Regions from separate parts of the Oryctolagus cuniculus genome. Here region 1 is linked to region 2. Evidence: chromatin contacts called from public Micro-C data. All regions are on one chromosome and are shown on one strand. Each heading gives the region's core, a stretch centred on a gene start, on an enhancer-like site or on the middle of the called end of the contact. The rest is flanking DNA. Distances are from core to core; before and after follow the strand shown.

Region 1 (3,907 bases), core at 1,024-3,523, 62 kb after region 2:
GTTTAGCTTGGTGTGAGGGAGACTGGTACAGAGCACTGTGCATCCACAGGATAGGGAACAGCACTAACTCGGCCTCAGGGAAGAATGGAAAAGGGTGTTGGCATTTGAACTGGTCTTGGAATGTGCCCTCAGGAGGTTTCCTGCAGAGCAGATTGCTGGTATTCCCGAAGGTGCAGATGGAGAGTTCGGAAAAAATGCTGTGTGGTGGAGTCAGGACTTGTGTTCAGTGAGTAATGAGCCTCTGCCCCCAGGAGGGCAGGAACAGATAAGTTCTAGGTCTAGATGCAGACTTGCAGGGCCCTGCAATGCTTTGTGGATAGAAAGTAAAGCACGTATTTTAAATATTTTGGGAAAAGATGATCTGATCATCTCTGGTGGTGAACTGTCCCATGGATCTCCGTGGTCATCTTGTTTGTTTAACTGTGTAGATGGCGAGGCCACAAAGTGAAATATGGAACAGACTCACCAGAAGAGATTTCAGGGTCTGGCACTGTGGTGTAACAGGTAAAGCTGCTGCCTGCAGTGCTGGCATCCCATATGGGCACCAGTTTGAGTCCTGGCTACTCCGCATCCCATCCAGCTCTCTGCTATTGCCAGGAAAGTAGTAGAAGATGGCCCAAGTAGTTGGGCCCCTGATCGTGCGTGGGAGACTGGGAAGAAGTTCCTGGCTTCAGATCAGCACAGCTGTAGCCATTGGAGCCATTTGGGGAGTGAACCAGTGGATGGAAGACCTCTAGCTCTCTTTGCCTCTGCACTCTGTAACTCTGCCTTTCAAATAAAAAAATAAATCTTTAAAAAAAAAGATTTTGGGCAGAAGGATGGTTTCGCACTTGATCTTAGCCAAAAGGCTGAGAAGGATGGGTTGAATCTGAAGAGACTCAAGACTAGGATGCACCTCAGAGGGATGTCATGCGTTGGAGGTGGAAGGCAGGAAAGTGTGTCAAGGCTAAGGAAGCCCCTGGGCAAAGAGCCAGGAGAGATGTGAGCAGCAGGGCTAATTGTGACAACCACACGATGGCAGAATTGAAATGTCTCCAACCTGCAGGCAAACCCAGGAACCCTGGTGTGGGTAGATGTGGATACCCTTGGAGTTAAGTAGGGCGATTGGAGAGTGAAATTCAGAATAGCAGCTGTGAATGATGGGCTCGATGGCTTCCTCTTTCTTATTCCAGCTCAATTTTATGAGTTTGAATGATTTGTTCCAAGTGAGAATGTTGTTTACTTGTTCATTTCATCACCTTGGAAAGGGAAACACACTTGAGATAAAGTTCAATTTTGAGGTCTCAGTGATTCCACTGCTCAGAGGAACTCTGCTCATGAATCTTGGCTTCTAAAGAGGCAGGAAACTGTGCTTTCCTCTCTTCTCATTAGCGATTCTCAGCAGGAGTGGCTGGTGGCGAATAAATTCACTGATGGACAAATGAAGACTCTAGTTCATCTTCTTTGTATGATAGCTGAGAAAAGGAAACCAAAGTTCTAAACCTTTCATTTATTACACTCTGAATTTTATTTTCATTTATTTGAGAGGCAGAAAGAGACAGAGAGCTCTCATTTGCTGGTTCATTCCCCAAATACCTGCAACAACCATGGAGCTGAAGCTGGGAGCCAGGAACTTAATCCAGGTCTCCCAGGTGGGTGGTAGGGACGCAACTACTTGAGCCATCATGGCTACCTCCCAGGGTCTGCATTAACAAGAACTGGAGTCAGGAGCCAGAGCCAGGAATTGAACCCAGGAACCCCTCTGTGGAGAGCGCGTCTCCTCAATGAGAGACGAATGCCCACCTCCACACTCTGGGTTTTAGATGTTTCCTCAGTTGTGGGGCGCATGTTCCCAGGCCTGGACTGAGGAAGTTACTTTGTTTAATCCCTACCTGAAGCATTTTGTGAATATACTTGCAGAGGCAGGTACTGACAGTATCCCATGAACACTACACTTCTGTGCAGTTGGAGTCATCGTGAGAACCTCACCTTGTGGGATGTTCTTGTTTCTCTCCCAAATTACTGCTCTCGTAAGACTTGCTGTGTTTTTGTTGTGACTCACCTGTGCTTCTAGGTGAGCTTGCCCTTGAATTTAGTCAGGTGATGGTGGTTATACACAGTACAGCTGCTTATACTCTACTAGCATAATACGGCTTGGGGCAACTCAAGAATGTGAAATACTGAAACTGCATTTTGCAATGTAGGAATGTAAAGTGTTACTGAAATTCTGTGTTCTGGAGGATAACTCGTTCACTTAACAGCTAGTTTGTGAGAGTATGCTATGTAGGTCATAAGCCAGATACTGAGGAATGGTAGGATGAGTAAGTTGTGGTTCTTGCCCTCGGGATATTAACAGCCAACTGGGAGACAATGAGTTCTTCTCTTAACACATTTCCCCTTATAACATTTAAAAATAAAAATTTAGGGAGCTGTGCTGTGGCATAGCAGGGTAAGCTGCCTCCTGCAGCATGGGCATCCCATAGGGGTGCTGGTTCGAGTCCCAGATACTCCACTTCAGATCCAGCTCCCTGCTAATGCACCTAGGAGAGCAGTGGAAGATGGTCCAAGTGCTTAGGCCCCTGCACCATGTGGGAGACCAGGATCAAGCTCCTGGCTTTGGTTTGGCCCAGCAGCCATTTGGAGAGTGAACCAGTGGATGGAAGACCTTTCTCTCTGCTTCTGCCTCTCCATAACTTTGCTGTTCAAATAAAAAGAAAGCTTAAAAATCTGTAGGATTTCAGAAGAGGATGAGGTTACAAACACCAAAATTTGTGTAAATTCTTCTTTTTCAATATGTAATTTTATGATGTAATACAGGTATGCCTTTCCATAGGTAAAGACCAATCTTAGAGTATGTTGGTTATTTTCTGATGTTTAATTTTTTCTTTTTAAAGATTTATTTATTATTTGAAAGGCAGAGTTACAGAGAGGCAGAGAGAGAGAGAGAAAGAGGGGTCTTCCATCCATTGGTTCACTCCCCAGATGGCTGCAATGGCCAGAGCGTCTTCTAGGTCTCCCACATGGGTGCAGGGGCCCAAGGACTTGGGCCATCTTCTCCTGCTTTCCCAGGCCACAGCAGAGAGCTTGATTGGAAGTGGAACAGCCGGGACTTGAACCAGCACCCATATGGGATGCCGGCACTGCAGCTGACAGCTTTGCCCACTACACCACAGCACCGGCCCCAATGTTTAACTTTTTCAAACTGAGACCCCAGCATAAGGCTGCACATGAACTGAATAATTTTTAGGACTTGACTGTTGTACTGGGAAATAGAAATAGAGGGATAGCTAGGGTTCAGAGTATAGAATGTAGAGACCAAGGACAAAGTCAGTACAGGTGGGTGGCAGTACAGAGGAGGGTGAGTGGGCAACCAGGACCCAACAATTCAGTGTGGTGGCAGTCATCAGGAGACACGATCAAGAGAGACAGAGGCAAGGTCTATCAGAGTCAGGGAAGGAATGTGGGGCCACTGTCCCAAGCAAGGAAAACTGTATTCTATGCTTCTTGTATCTAGAATTTAATCAATTTGAACAGTTTATTAAGCTTCCACTGCCCCCTTTCCAGTAGGCTACTTAAATGTATATTTTTTGCATTATAATTGAGAAGTGAGAAGCAAAAAAAAAAAAGACTACCTTTTATCTCACTATCACTGAATAGTTTTTTTGTTTTCTGGTTTTTTTTTTTTTTTTTTTTTTTTTTTTTTTTTTTTTTTTTGACAGGCAGAGTGGAAAGTGAGAGAGAGACAGAGAGAAAGGTCTTCCTTTGCCATTGGTTCACCCTCCAATGGCCGCCACGGCCGGCACGCTGTGGCCGGCGCACCACGCTGATCTGATGGCAGGAACCAGGTACTTCTCCTGGTCTCCCATGGGGTGCAGGGCCCAAACACTTGGGCCATCCTCCACTGCACTCCCGGGCCACAGCAGAGAGC
Region 2 (3,990 bases), core at 268-2,767:
GGTCCCCCACGCGGGTGCAGGGGCCCAAGCACTTGGGCTATCTTCTACTGCTTTCCCAGTAGAGAGCTAGCTCAGAAGTGGAGCAGCCGGGACTTGAACTGGAGCCCATATGGGATGCTGGCGCTGCAGACTGGGGCTTTAACCCGCTGCGCCACAGCGCTCATTTCTTTAGCCTTTAAAACATGTTTGCAAGTAAACTTCTCTGCAGCAAGGAGAGAAAAGAGTACCATCGAACGCTCTAAGCGACAGTCACTGCTGGTTTCTTACCAGCCTGCGCTCTCATTAATTCTCACCTTCCCCCGCCCCTGCTGCCCGGCCCCACCACTCGAGGGAGAAGCCAGGTGGCGAGAGGGAAGCAGGAAGCTGAACCCCATCGTACCCTGGCTTGGCTTGGGGCTCCAGCGCTGAGATCTGCGGACGCGGGGTTCAGCCAGGTGCGCGGGCTGAAGCTACAACACCGGCGGCAACAGGTGCAGCGCGGCCCGGGCCGGACGCCCGGGGGTGGGGCGGGTACGTACTTAGCCCGGGAGCGCGCGGGGCTTCGGGATTGGAACCCGGGAGCGCTAGGAAGGCGGGAGCGGAGCACGGTGAGAGCCTCCCCGCGCGCTTCTCTCCAGCTCCGTGGGACGCCGCCCCCTGGCCTTGGTCCCCCGCCGGGAGTCGCGGGAGGGGACCGCTCCAAAGGGGCCGCTCAGCTTTTCTATTTACAAGTTTCCTCAACTCCCCGCCCTTGCTCCACCCCCTGGCAGCCAGGGAGGCGGGGAGGCTGGTGCTCCTGGACCCTAGGTTCCCGCCGGCTGCCGCCGCCAAGGCTGCGGGTGGGGTGCCCGACGAGCTGCGCGGCCGCAGGTGCAGACGCCGCCCAGCCGGCCTCCTGGGGTGGGCCGGGAGCGGCCCCCGCCTAAGGCCCGAAGCGCGCGGCCCCGGAGCGGCTCGCCGCCCCGCCTCTGCGTCCCAGTGCGAGGAGAGCTCCGGGCTGGCTTGGAGGCGCTGCGGGTAAGTGCGGAACAGAGCAGGTCCCGCTACCCGGTGGGGACGTGGTGGCCACGACTGGCGCGCGGTCACGGGACGAACCTTCGGGGAGGGGGCGGGTACCCCGGGGGGCCTGCGCCCCGAGTGTGGGGAGAGGGTGCAGAGTCCGGGAGGCGGCGGAGCAAGGCAGGTCTCACGTGGGGTCAGTGCCGCTCCTGCGGAAGGGACGGCTGCAGATCGGCGGCTGTCACCTTGAAAGTGACCGAGGGGTTCCCCCGTGCGCTCCCATTCGTAGACAGGCAAGCTTGCGTCCTCGGCCGGAAGCCGCCCACTGGGCGCTTGACCGGTGCTCTGAGCCTTCCCGCTGGGCGCTTCACCGGTGCCGGGCTCAGTCGGAGCCATCAGGGCCGAGAAGGGCGAGAGATGGGGCGTCCGCGGTTCCCAGCGGCCTCCTGCCCTGCGCGCCTTCCTGCCGCTCGCTGGCCCTTTTCCAGCTCTCCGGCAGCATGCCCCCTCACAGAGGCCACGGCGTTGGCTAATGTGATGAGCAGACCCAAGTGTCCGCCCTCCTCTCCTCAAAGCCTACCCTGGCCTGCTAAGTCCCCAGAAAGATCCTGACTTTGCAAGTAGGGGTGAAGATAAATCACTCAAAGCCTGCACTCTTCTACGTGCTGTTTGCTTTAACTAGTCAGTGTTGTAGGAAAGGAAACCCGGTGTGTCTGTTTTGTTTGCGTTAAAACAAAGTCTGAGGCGAGGCAGGGGGAGGGCGAGAGTTGTCCGGCTGTGCCAGGTGATTGGAATCCGGTCATCAGCTTCCCAAATCGCCGCGCTGGGGCTGGGAATGGATTCCAGGGAAGAGGGAGGGAACGAAAGGCACCGCTCTCAGGAATCTGTGACCTCTTTAAGGAGCCTAAACACACCCAGATCAGAGTCAGCATGGATAACCCGAAGAGGAGTTGCGTAATCAGAACTGCAGTTTTGTAGGCAAACTTTTTTTTTTCCCCCCAGGAATGTTTAGGGCAGGTGGTGGTGAGCAATTTAAATGGAAACAATGATACTCTATTTGTACAATGCAGAAAGGGCATTAATAGTCGTTTTCTTAAAGATATTCCCTAAGGAATGTTAAAGTAAACATTAGAATCATCTTGTTACTCCTTAAAAACTCATTAGGAGTGGAATTTAGTTTCACGTAATGTATAGTTATTTATGGAACTTGCACAAACCTTTCCCACCTATTCTATTTCAAACAAGTTTATGTGGAGGAACTACTACCTGGTAGAAGATCTGCACTTTTAAATTATGTATCAATAACTCAAGGTTGCATTTTGGAGTGTTTGTTAGGACTGTCAGGTTCTAGGTAAACTCCATATGGTACTTCGTGGAAACTGCACTGCGGTTTTTACACTCAAGCATTTGGAAAGATATCACTTAATGGCTCTGTTCTGTCAACCCTGTCTGAGATTTCAAAAGTAGTGCATGCTTGCTGTATACAAATTGGTAGATTTGGAAAGGGTAAGAGACAATCTCACCAAAGATAATTACAGTTAATGTTTTCTTTATACTTGTTAATATGTACCATATGTAGATTTACAAGTACGTTATTTATACCGGTATACTGCTGCATGCTTAAACTTTTTAACACATCATGAAAAATTTTCCATGTCATTAGGTGTTCCAAATTTTGCTTTGGTAGCTATATAATAGGTAAATGTATCAGTTTATTTAACTACTTGCTTATGGCTGAACTTTCCATTTGTTTCCAGTTACTAAATATGCAGTTGCAACAAATAACCTCTTTAGCATTTCGCCATGTTTATTTCCATAGGATGGAGTCCTTGAAATACAGTTAATTCTCAGAGGGACACTTTACACACGGACCATTTGCTTTCCAAAAGACGTTTAGTCAACATATTCTCCCACTGGTACTCTATTAGAGTGTTTGTGTTCCTATATTCTTGTCAACATAATCATCCTTAAAATAAAAAAATTCTTGCTAGTTTTGTAGCAGAGCAGAATTACTTCAGTATTTAAATTCCAATTCTTTGATTACAAGGATGAACACCAAAAAAATTAGTTATTTGTAATTTCTATGCCTTATTTTATTTTTTACAGGCAGAGTAGACAGGGAGATAGAAAGGTCTTCCTTTGCCGTTGGTTCACCCTCCAATGGCCGCTGGCGCACCGCGCTGATCTGAAGGCAGGTGCCAGGTGCTTCTCCTGGTCTCCCATGCAGGTGCAGGGCCCAAGCACTTGGGCCATCCTCCACTGCACTCCCGGGCCATAGCAGAGAGCTTGCCTGGAAGAGGGGCAACCGGGACAGAATCCGGCGCCCCGACCAGGACTAGAACCCTGTGTGCTGGCGCCGCAAGGCAGAGGATTAGCCTATTGAGCTGCGGTGCTGGCTTTCTATTCCCTTTTAATTGTATGTTGTGCTAGATTTTTTTTCTCCTGGGTTATTAGCTGTTTTTCCTTAATTCATAAGAGCCCGTTATGGATCAAAAGTGAACTTTAACCATTCATATTTCAAATATTACCCCCATCTTTGCCTTATAAAAATTTTTTTAAAAGATTTGAGAGTCAGAGTTACAGATTCAGGGCTTCCATCTGCTGGTTCACTCCCTAAGTGGCTGTAACAGCTGGAGCTGGGCCCATCTGAAGCCAGGAGCTAGGAGCTTCTTGAGGGTCTCCCACATGGATGCAGAGGCCCACACACTTGGGTCATCTTCCACTGCATTCCCAGGTACATTAACAGAGAGCTAGATTGGAAGTGGAACAGCTAGGACTCAAACCGGTGCCCATATGGGATGCTGGTGCCGCAATTGGAGGGTTAACCTACTACATCACAGCGTAGACCCCAAACATATTATGACTTCCAGAAGTACTATATTTTAATGTTGCTAAATTTGTTGACTTTCTCAAAGAATTTTTTTCCCATTTTCATTTTATTTGAAAGGCAGATAAAGGAAAACAGATTTTCCATCCACTGCTCTCATAACAGCCAGGGTTTGTCGAGGCCAA

What was found. Hi-C and Micro-C count contacts between places; a contact is called where the count stands out from the background.
Region 1: a Micro-C map of ear pinna shows a contact between it and region 2, with 3 times the contacts expected there. The contact joins the enhancer-like site here to the promoter of LOC108175886 in region 2. A contact is called at or near these places in 3 of 6 Hi-C or Micro-C datasets (ear pinna, psoas muscle and skin fibroblasts).

What each region holds. Positions count from the first base shown.
Region 1 is chr2:72,491,503-72,495,409 of mOryCun1.1, forward strand. All of the region lies in intron 3 of MTUS1 (microtubule associated scaffold protein 1), which reads left to right. Among named protein-coding and RNA genes, the nearest start is that of MTUS1, 63 kb to the left of the region's middle. Within about 2 kb of position 2,274, at least 2 of the 8 cell types and tissues checked have an H3K27ac peak or open chromatin away from gene starts, as enhancers often do. A contact at or near this core is called in ear pinna, where this site is marked.
Region 2 is chr2:72,430,205-72,434,194 of mOryCun1.1, forward strand. LOC108175886 reads right to left here and starts at 1,518. Exons shown (of 3, transcript XM_070068469.1): 1 at 380-1,518. The coding sequence starts at 1,374. The coding sequence ends at 427. It overlaps MTUS1 (microtubule associated scaffold protein 1), which reads left to right and starts at 380. Exons shown (of 15, transcript XM_070068467.1): 1 at 380-510.